Regions from separate parts of the Sus scrofa genome. Here region 1 is linked to region 2. The links are chromatin contacts, called in public HiChIP or PLAC-seq maps. All regions are on one chromosome and are shown on one strand. The core of a region is the stretch at or near the end of the contact, and the rest is flanking DNA. Distances in the headings are between cores, read along the strand shown. Region 1 holds the start of ZSWIM6 (zinc finger SWIM domain-containing protein 6). Region 2 holds the start of ELOVL7 (elongation of very long chain fatty acids protein 7).

Region 1 (5,233 bases), core at 1,334-3,833, 430 kb before region 2:
AGAAACTATGGATGTGTTTCAATCCATTTCAACCAGGCAGAAAACGAAAGGGGGGGGGGCGGTGATGCGCTGTGTAACATGAAAGAATGTTAATTAGATTTTTTTAAAAAATGGATGGATGGATAACCTCAGAAGTTAAATCCTCCTCTAGATTTAGGAAAGGGTATCTCACCTAGAAAAGGCAACACTGGGGGCTGCCTTAGAAATAAATGACCATGCAGAAAATCACATTTGCAGATTGCATTAGAATTCAAATTAACCAGACAGGATTAAAACAAATCTTAATTCTCTCTTGGGGCCCCTACCCAGACCCCCACCCGACTCCCAAAAAGAAAGATAAAAGGAACTGACTAAGGAAAGAAGATTAAATTAAAAATCAGAGACAGTGACGCTTGCAAATCTCGCCCCATTCATTAGGAAAAATGTTCACCACCACAATCTAAATAGACAGCAATATGAGAGGGAGTAGAAAATACACTGCTTGCAATTAGAACAAAAATATGGGGAAAGGGGAGCTTCACTACAGCATTGTTCTTTTCAGTCCAGCTCAAACACCCATGACTATAGCTTTAAAAAAAAAAAAAAATTGACCAGAAAAACACACTGGAAGGTGGGGGGAGGGGGGAGAACAGAGAAAGCTCTTAAAACTCGGTATTTGAGAAAACTCTCATGGTCTGTCAGAGAAAGGAGGGCTGTGCAGCTTTAAATCACAAGTCCTTCTCTCGCCTTTGTCAAATATCTTCTACTTTACAAGCCCTGAAAAGAAATAGAGACTCTTTTGTTTGGTTTCCCCTTTTCGGAGGTGACAGAAAACTGAAAGGAACACAAATAAACCTGAAAATGAGAACAAAGTGCGAGGTCGTGCCCGGCTGCCAGGCGGTCGCTCCGGGCGGGACGCGGGAGCAGCCTCGGAGCCCCTCCGCCTCGCGCTCCTGCAGCCGCCGGCCGCGAGCCCCGGGCCGTCACTGCTCCCCGCGGCTCGCACGGAGCGCGACCCCCGGCCCCTCGCGCAAAGAGAACTCTGGCGGGAGGAAACCCGGGCATGCCTCGGAAAGGGGAAGAGCCAGCCGCTCCCGGCCCGGCTCGCGCCCTTTAATTCGGGGGGCGTCTTCGGCGGGAGAGATCCCTCAGGAGAGGCGTCCAGCCCGCCGCCCGCGCAGCTCCCACAGGGCAAGGCGCGGAGCGAAGGACATTTAAATCCCGGGGCGACCGGCGGAGCTCGTCCGGGCCAGCCCAGACGCCGCAGCGACCCCTGGAGCGCCACGGCCGCCAGCCCGTCGAAGCCCTGAGAGGAGCGGCCGCCGAGTGGCATTAAAATGTATTTTCCTCCCCTCAAATCGAGGGGGCGGGGAGGGAGGGGGAGAGGAGAAAGAAAGACGCTCAGCGAGCCACAGACAAGGAAAGAGAGGAGAGAGAGCATAGAGCTCGGCCCGGCCGCCCGCTCGGCACCGGCCGGCATTGTCTGTGCGGCCCGCGCCCCCTCCCCCGCCCCGCACGGCCCCGCCACACACACCCTCCGCCGGAGCCCGGCCGTCCGCCGGTGCCTTTGTCCACATTCACCCCCCAAAACAGGCGAGCAGGGCTCCAGGACGTGCTCCGGGGGAGGAGGGGGAGGAATGGAGGGGACCGGGAGCACCCGACACCCACCCCGCCGACCCCGCGGCGGGGCGCGTCCTGCTGATTCATTTCCCACTCGCGCTGGCCCGTCCGGGGAGACAGGGGGCGGGGAGGGGCGGGGAGGAAATGGGCGCTCCACTCAGGAGGACTGTCCGGGCCGGTGAGGGCACCGGGCGGGGTGCGGGCGCGCGCTGCGCTGAGGGGCTGCCCAGAGGGGAGGGGGCGGGCGCCCCCCTGAGGGACTGACCGACGGACAGACGGCCCCCAGACTGCCCCGTGACTCACCGACTTGCAGGACGTTGTCGACGCAGCCGCTTTCCAGCAGCGCGATGCCCCGGCGGAAGGGCAGCCGTGTCTCATCGCCGCCGTCCGCCGACCCGGCGGCCCCCACCGACGGGGCCCCGGCCCCGGCGGCGGCGGCAGCGGCGGCGGCGGCGGCGGCCGAGGTGGCGGCCGGCGAGGACGAGGAGCCGCCGCCGCCCGCGCCGCCCGCGCCGCCGCCGGGGCCGCCGCTGTCGTCGCCGGGGCCGCCCGCGGCGCCGCCGCCGGTGTTGAAGGACGAGTACATGCAGATCTCCCGCTCGCTGCGGGGGAAGGACCAGTAGACGATGCGGCGCTGCACCGGCTCCGGGATGCGCTCAAAGCGCTCCTCCACGCGCTGGAACGGCCACTTCTCAGCCACCTTGCGCGCAGCGATGTCCAGCAGCGACTCGGGGCTCTGGGTCTTGCCCGGTGGCAGCAGCCCCAACGCTGCGCCGCCCCCGCACACCGCTGCCGCCGCACCGCCCGCCCGCGGGCCCGGCCGACAGGCAGAGCTGTAACCGCCACCCGCTCCTCCGCCGCCGCTGCTGGCCCCGCCGCCGCTGCCGCCGCCGCCGCCGCCGCCCGGCCGGCAGCAGAGCCGTTTCGCGGGAGGAGGCTGCTGTCCGCGCTCCGCCATGACCGCGCCGCTTCTAACCCGACAGCGGAAGTGCCGAGACCCTATAAACGGCACAAGGAAGCGCGACACGCACACGCCGCCGCGACGCCACGCTGCCATCTAGGGCCCGCCGCTCCTTGTATGGGCACAAGAGGCGAGGCCTTCTCCATGACGTCCTGGCTGAGGCGGGGCACCGATAGGGGGACCTAGGGCCAGGGGCGGGCCCTATGCAAATCGCTGGGCTGAAACATAAATAGAGCACTCCGCGGACACCAGGGTAGCGGGGGCGGTGGGGTTGGGTGCCGGTGGGGTTGTGAGAATGTCAGGCTGCTGTGACGCGGAGGGGCGGGGCTCTGGCAGGGTTCCCGCGGGAGGGGGCGGGCCGCCAGGCCTGGCCTAAGGTGGGTGGGTCTTTGCGCCCCTAGCCTACTCAACTTACCCCTCCAATTCCCTGCCATCCTTTGATGTCCTGCAAGTGAGGACGCGCCTCGTGGGTCGCAGCGGGGAGGGAAGGGGAGATAGGAGGTGAGTAAGGAGGAGGTGTCCGAGCTAAATGGAGGGCGGGGCCGGCGGGTCGATGCCCCACCCCCCCATCAGAGCCTGCCCGCCGGGGGAAAAGCCTCTGGGCGGAGGAGGCGCTTTCAAAACAAAGAAATGCGGCGTGGAACCCCGGGGACCGGGGTGGAGAGGAAGGCGGAGGAGGTGCGGCTGAAGCTGCCCGGCCGCCCGCTTCCCCTCCAGTCAGACCGGAGGAACTCCCCCCACCCCCAGCCCAGGCTGCGGCGCCGGAGAAAAGGGAGGAGGCTGCGTTCCGCGGCTGTTTTCCAGTTCACTTTTGCAAACCTAGGCGGAGGAGGAGAGCACCAGCCCCGCTGCCCCTCGTGGCTGCAGTGCACCCAGCCCCGAGCTCCAAGTCCGCTCTGTCTCGGCTCCTGAGCCTGCCAAAGTGTCCGATAAAGCGCAGAGCGCTCCGAACCTGCCCAGTAGCAGTGCGACTTGCGTCCGGAGCCAGCCACAGCCGCCCCGCCCTCGCGCTTCCTCAGCCCCGCGGGCGAGGAAGCCGGCCCGCTCGCCGGCGCGGAGCTGGGGAACTTGAACCGGCCCTTGTCGCCCCCGCGGCCGCGCTGCGGATACACCAGTCCATGCCTGAGAGTGATCGGGCTCGTAGTGGAGGGCACCCGGGGGCAGTGGGTTTAGCAAACACACCTTTGTGAGTACAGACACCACGGGCGGGCGCGCGCGCGCGCGCACACACACACACACACACCCTACGGGCCCGAGCGCACAGCCCAGCAACTGCAGACGGCGCGCCCCGGCTGCTCCGCAGCGGACGGCGGCTGCGAGCGCGCTTGGTGCGCACTTGAATCTGGCACGCCTCGGCCCCAGGCGTCGGGCTGAGGGGAGCCCTGGCGCTCGGGATGTGCGCCGCGCTCTCTGCCGCCCCGAGCGGCCCATCCTCCAGGGTAAAGGCAGCGTGCAGGGCGGGCGAACAGAGGACACAGCTTGCTGGGGCCAGGGCCAGGGTAGAAGCGGAGAGTCCCAGGCTGAACCAGGAACGCTACGGACGTTGTTTTTCGCACTCAGCAGAGCTCCGTCGAACCTGGGTCCAAGACACAGACTTAATTATCACGTTAGAGACACCCTTACTCTTTGCCCTGCCTTCTGTTTTTGCTGTAAACCATGTCACTGATACTGTCGCTGTTGTAGAAGATAAACCCTATCTTCTTTGACACTCGCATCTTTTAAGGTTATTGGAGGAGAGCCACCTGCCTCCTCGTTGCTTGGATTTAAAGGGGTAAGAGCGCTCCTGAGTTTTAAAAAATCGTCCACTCAGGGCCGGGCCCCGGAGACCTAGAGCTCCACGTCTTGGTTCTTTCCCTCTTCAGGCCTCACCAAGCCCCAGACTGCAGGTTCCCAGGGGACCTGATGCTGGCCGACTTTCCATAGCTGCCTTACTTGTTAGGAAAATTTTGGTGACATTATGTTTTTGTATATCCATCTGGTATTTTTCTGGGCACCTCCTCAATGCTTAGGAAAAGGCCTGGGCAGAAAACTGGAAGAATATCTTTATGGGCAAAAGGGAGGGGGAAGGTTTTTCCTCCAGTTGTTCCATTTCTGGGTTTCTTGAAAAATAAAAAGATTTTAATTTTTAAAAATATAGGTGATAAAAGAAGAAAGTCGAAAAGTAAAATGTGGCTTCTGTTCTATCCTCAAACAGTAATGACAGGATTTAGGTTTGTGTAATACTGTGTAGATTACCAAGCATATTCATACACATACAGGCAGAACCGCTGAACTGGAAAGTTAAAGATGACAAAATTCATACCTCTAGACAGGATAAGTGACTCATTCAAGATCCTGTGAAGTGTCAGTGGAAGAAATTAATTCATATTGCACAGGAAAGTAGACCTCTTTGGCAGTGCCTAATGTTTAGAGATCTTGATTTTGTATTGAACCAAAGAGACTGTATTTAAGGCATCATCCTACACTGGAGGGATTTCATTCAACTCTCTGTTCAAAGATGAATCCAGAGCCACCAACTCAGCCTAACCCAATTTTCCCTCTCTACTAGTCTCTCTCTCTCTCTTTTTTATTTATTTATTTATTTATTTATTTATGTCTTTTCTGTCTTTTTAGGGCCACACCCACAGCATATGGATTTTCCCAGGCTAGGGGTCTAATTGGAGCTGTTGCGAC
Region 2 (5,724 bases), core at 2,715-5,214:
TACTCTAAAGTAATTATAAAAAAAAGAGATCTACATGAATCAACACGAATAATCTCAAAAAAAGTGCTGACTAAAGAGCAAACTGCAGAAGAATACATACAGCATGTGATACTATTTACATAAAACTTAACCATATACAAAATTACAGTGTATATTGAGATAAATGTAAGTAATAAAGTTACAAACACATACATGAAAATGATACATAACTATTTCAGGATATCTTTGGGAGAAAGGGATTGGGATAGGTTGGAGCTTTAACTGTAACATTTTATTTCTTTAAAAAAAACCCCACCAAACCTGGAAAATACTAACATTTGCCTAGTGGACAGTGTTACTGATCACACAGATCCTTTTGGATCCCTTATTGACCTCAATAAATCACTTGCACACTACTTTCTGTTTTGGGTCTGTTTCTGGGAAATCTGACCTAAAACAATCTACTAACACAGGCTCCTAGCCACATCCCCCGCCAAATCTGAGCCCATAACTCTGCCTTCCCTGTGGGTGAAAGTGTATGTTTAAATCTCAGGCCAATGATCTACCTGTGAGCCAAATCCCATCCCTCTCACATACCTAAGGACATCCCTACAACAGTTTTCCTTCCTTTCCAACATTATCAGTTTTTCCTCCTCTACTAAATTTTTTCGAAGTATGCAAACATGGAGTTCCCATCACGGCTCAGTGGTTAATGACCCCGACTAGTACCCATGAGGACACAGGTTTGATCCCTGGCCTCGCTCTGTGGGTTAAGGATACCATGTTGCTCGGATCTGGCATTGCTGCAGCTGTGGTGTAGGCTGGCAGCTACAACTCAGATTCAACCCCTAACTTGAGAAACTCCATATGCTGCGGGTGCAGTCCTAAAAAGACAATTAATTAATTAATTAATTTAAAAAATGCTGAGCCACAACAGGAACTCCCTGGAGGTATCCTTGACTTTTTTTTTTTTTTTTTTTTTTTTTTTTTTTTTTTTTTTGTAAATCTCTTTCATACCACATATCAGATCCTTGGGAAATCCTGTTGATATTCCCTTCAGAACATAGTTTTAAATTTTGACCTCCTCTCACCACTACCAATCAACCTGGTCCAAGCTACTTATATCTTCCATCTGGATGTTTTAAGAACCCTCTAGGGAGTTCCTTTTGTAGCTCAGTGGTAAAGAACCCAACTAGTATCCAGGAGGACATGGTTTCAATCCTTTGATCCCTGGCCTTGCTCAGTGGGTTAAAGGATCCAGTGTTGGCATGAAATGTGGTGTAGATGCAGCTCAGACCTGCTGTTGCTGTGGCTGTAGCTGTGGCATAAGCCAGTGGCTATGGCTCTAGCCTGGAAACTTGCATTTGTCCAGGTGTGGCCCTAAAAAGACCAAAAAAAAAAAAAAAAAAAAGAGTCTTCTAATCATCTACCTGCTTCTACCTTTCCCATTCCACACTCATCTTACTTTTAAGAAAGATGCCAGGGTATTTTTTTTTTTTAATTTTTCAGTTAAATGATGTCACTTTTGTACCCAAAATGCTTCCCTTAACTCTCTGACCTCACTTATTACTACTGTCCTCACTCCTTCCAATTCAACCACTCTGGCCTCCTTGCTATTGGGTGCCTGTGATCATCCAGGGCATGCTTATGCCCTCCACCTTACAGTTCCCACTGACTAGAATGCTGTCACCCAGAGAGACACATAGGCTTGCCACTTCATTGTTTTACAATTTTGGCACAAATGCTACTTTAATATTGCAGCTCCCCATCTCCAAAAGCCCCATTCCTTCCACTTCTTTATCTTCATAGTTCTTATCACAACATGAACACTTGTATTTTACTTGTTTATTCATCTGTGATCTGTTATCCCCAGCTAGAAGGAAGGTACACTCCACAAGAACAGAGGATTTTGGAGTTTCCCTTGTGGCTCAGTGGAAATGAACCTGACTAGCATCCATGAGGACACAGGTTCGATCCCTGGCCTTGCTCAGTGGGTTAAGGATCCCAAGTTGCTGTGGCTGTGGCGTAGGCTGGCGGCTACAGCTCCAATTAGACCCCTAGTCTGGGAACCTCCATATGCCAGAGGTGCAGTGCTAAAAAAAAGACAAAACAACAACAACAACAAACAAAAAAAACAAACCCAGAGGATTTTTTTTGTTGTTGTTTTTTTATATGTTGAATCTTCAGAGCCTAGAACATATATGTGTTAGGTGAATGAATCCATTCAGAGCTGATCCAAATTCGGCTTCCAGCTGGCGTTGGGTCTAACTTCCATTTCATTTTAGATAATGAGATAATCTTCTGAATCCATAAGACCTCTTTCGTACTTGAAATTTCACAACTACATATAGATAGGTATTAGCAGACACAAATATTGTTTTTTTTTTTTTTTTTTTTTTTTTTTGGTGTTTTTCCCTTTTCTAGGGCCGCTCCCTTGGCATATAGCGATTCCTAGGCTAGGGGTCTAATCAGAGCCATAGCCGCCGGCCTACGCCAGAGCCACAGCAACACGGGATCCTCAACCCACTGAGGAAGGCCAGGGATTGAACCCAAAACCTCATGGTTCCTAGTCAGATTCGTTAACCACTGTGCCACGATGGGAATTCCCAGACACAAATATTGTTAAGCAATTGTCTCTAGTTTTCCACATCTACTAAATGAATAATACATTTACATAATTTTTATTATGAAAGCAAAGTTTATCTAAAAGGAAAGAGAAATCTTTGGTTTCCCTCAAGCTGGGATTTTCTTAAATTTAAGCTTTCGTGTTTTTTGCTTTTTCCTCAGTGGCCACTATGGGGGCTCTCCAAGGTTTGTGTAAAGCATTTAAAATCTCATATTGGTTCCTTGGAGGCCTAGCAGTTTTGGATAGGCATTGTCACTACTGTGGTGGAGGTCAGTCCCTGGCCTGGGAACTTTTGTATGCCACGGGTGCAGCCCACAACACAGCAACAACAGCAACAACAAAATAAAAACTCTGTTGACTACCTAGAATTAGGTGGTGGAAAGCAACACCTGCATGTGAGGAAAACAGCTTGTGGCTCATTAAGTGTTCTCTTTACCCTCCCTCCTGGATTATCCGGATCTTTTTGTTCTGATCCAGGCTTAAAAGTCACAGGTCACATTAATGAGGTGCACTGGTTAGGGATTGCAACCCCTCACGTTATTTTTCACTTTTCTAGAAACAGCTCAAATCTAGTTCTTGGTTTTTGCCTCCTGGGCAAATAACTTCTTGGGACTCTTGTTTTGTCTTCCAGCTATTGATGCCAGGGTTCCAAAACATGACAGCGATTTGGAGGATCATGATCAGACACAAAGCCAAGTCAGTTAAAAAATAATGGAGCGCGCATAACGCCTAACATTCATCCTCCCCACAACTCAGCCCAAGAGTGGATAAGGAGACATCAACGTGCCAGATTTTGTTTGCTGCAGCAGCTGCCGTTACTAACCAGAGCAAAAAAGTTAACTTAGATTATATACAATTTGCTCTTCATTGCTCTAAAAGTCCCCTTCGCTCCGCAATATTTGCGGCAATTCTCCAGTTTTTAATAAGCAGAGGACGGAGCTGATCCAAATTACGCTTACAGCCGCTGTTGGGTCTGACCTCCATTTTAGATAATGAGTTAACCTTCTGAATAGCCTTTTCAGGACCAAGAACCTCTTTTTTCTCGCTCTCCCCCACCGGCCTCAGATTTTTCTACAACTCAATCCTGAGTCATGCATGACGACAGTTTTCACACTATGTTAAGGCTCGAGATGACCTGAGGTGATAGCATTTGTGCTCAGAAGGCAATGTAATTACTCCAGAGGCCAGAACGGATCTCTCCAATCGGTCTTGGGTCCCCTGTCCCAGCCGCGCACCGAGTCACAGGGCTTCCAGCTAGGCGGAGGTGGGGCAACCGAGGCCGCGCGCTCTTCCCGGCCGCTCCCTCCCGGCGGGCGGCGGGCTCCTCCCCGCGGCCCTCGCGGGTACCTGGCTGCAGAGGCGGCGGGCGGGCGGGCAGGGGGCGGCGCTGCGTGGCGTCACGCGGCGGGGTGGGAGAGCGGGCAGGTGACACCCCGGCGGCCTCCGCCTCTTTTCCAGCTTGGTCTGCGGCCGGGGCAGCAGGGGCCGCTGTGAGGAGCTCCAAGCTCGCGCCGCAGCCCGCCGCCGCCCTCTGCTCCCGTGTCCGGGGATTCGGCTCCACTCTCCGCCGGGTGAGTACGGGGCTCCCAGTAGGTGGTTTGGGGCCGAACTTTTCCGGGTCGGAGAGGCGATGGAAGGAGAGAGACCCCGGGGGCTGGGATTCGGGGGTGGCCGGGTGAAAAGAACTCGGGCGCGGCGCGCGAGGAGCGAGATCCGGGTCCCGAAGACTGGAGAGCCCGGCCAGGCCCTGTCTGGACTCTGGGGGGCGCTTCTCAAGTGCCCGCCGCACCGACTGCGGGTTCCCCGGGCTGGGGCCCTTCCCGCTGGAGGGCGGGGCCGCCGCGCTCACCTGCGCCCTCCGGGGGAGACCCCGCGGATCCCAGCATCCCAAGGGGACGGCGGTCCCAGCCGCCCCGGGGCTTTGAGCCTCCAGCGAGCGCTCCCTTGGGATGCGGCCCTGCTGTTCCGGGTGGGAGGGCAAAGGTGCTCGCCTGTGGGACTGAGAGAGGGACCTGCTCGACCTTGACCGTCGGGGTCACTTTCCCAGCTCTGGGATCTGGCCTCGCTCGCCATCCCTCCAAATCCCCAAGCCCCTTTCTTTCTGTTACTTTTTTTTCTGGGGCGCTTTTGTGTCCTCAAGGCTGGAATGAACTTGGGGCGCTGCTCTTGCAGCGGGGCGCTGTCTCTGGCTTCTCGAACTGCATCCTGTCCCGGCGGCGGCCGCTTGAGAGTGATGAGTACAGAGCGGTAGAGCAGGTCGTGCCGGAGATGGAAATCGGAAAGCCTGTTGTTTCATCTCCCAAGGTATCGGTGGTTAGGAAATGGGCCTTACCCCCTAATCAGCCAGCGCTGATTCAAACTTACCGGATGCCGAGAGAGCGCTCTTTCGTGCTCCCTGGGGGGGAAGCTGGGACAGGAAGGATTTGGTGTCTACTCTGTCCAGCTCGCTGTGTGGTTGGGAAAACAAGTCCCACACCGACTGAAGAATAGTTTTGGCGAGCCAAGCCTTTTTCCTCTTGCTAAGATATCCCCTCGAAAAGCGTTTTCACTTAACCCTATACTCGCAGGTTACTCTTTATGGACTCCTCGCTTTTAACTGCTGTGAAAGAGTCGTGAATATACTTTGTGGTTGCCTCTGCCTTCTTATCAATCACTTACTTGTTAATTCTCTTACTTTGTAGTTTCTGCTCCTACTGCTGGCCAGAAATTGTTGCCCCATCAAGGTCACTAAAAGTTAAATCTTCTCCCCGCAGTGGCAGGCCTTTATCGAGTGCTTCCCTGCCGGGCACTGTTCTTGCATCAGTGAACTTGTATCAACTCTTTTAATCCTTGCAGCAATCCTATGGGATAAATGATAACATTATCCTCATTTTACAGATGAGGAAGCTTGAGACACAGGAACTTGCCCAAGAGACACTAATAGCTGAAGGGGATTGCAACTCAGGGAGTTCTGGTCTAGCACTGGGGCTGTTGACCACTGTGTTTACTGCCTCACCTGGAGTTCCTTTCTTCCTCCTTACTTTCCCAGAGTCCTGTGCTGTTTCATGCTTCACCGACCAGGCTCCCATTCTCAAGGTCCCTCTTTCCCTTCTTCTATAACTTTGTACTCATTTAGTTTT

Evidence for each region. HiChIP or PLAC-seq counts read pairs in DNA pulled down with a chosen protein or histone mark.
Region 1: a contact with region 2 is called in an H3K27ac HiChIP or PLAC-seq map of alveolar macrophages. The contact joins the promoter of ZSWIM6 here to the promoter of ELOVL7 in region 2. A contact is called at or near these places in 1 of 5 promoter capture datasets (fetal liver) and 1 of 2 datasets of contacts at active chromatin or transcription factors (alveolar macrophages).

The regions. Positions count from the first base shown.
Region 1 is chr16:40,102,849-40,108,081 of Sscrofa11.1, reverse strand. ZSWIM6 (zinc finger SWIM domain-containing protein 6) reads right to left here and starts at 2,583. Exons shown (of 14, transcript XM_021076973.1): 1 at 1,903-2,583. The coding sequence starts at 2,557. It overlaps LOC110257311, which reads right to left and starts at 1,896. Exons shown (of 1, transcript XM_021076974.1): 1 at 1-1,896. The coding sequence starts at 1,459. The coding sequence ends at 743.
Region 2 is chr16:39,678,513-39,684,236 of Sscrofa11.1, reverse strand. It overlaps ELOVL7 (elongation of very long chain fatty acids protein 7), which reads left to right and starts at 3,964. Exons shown (of 8, transcript XM_021077108.1): 1 at 3,964-4,176.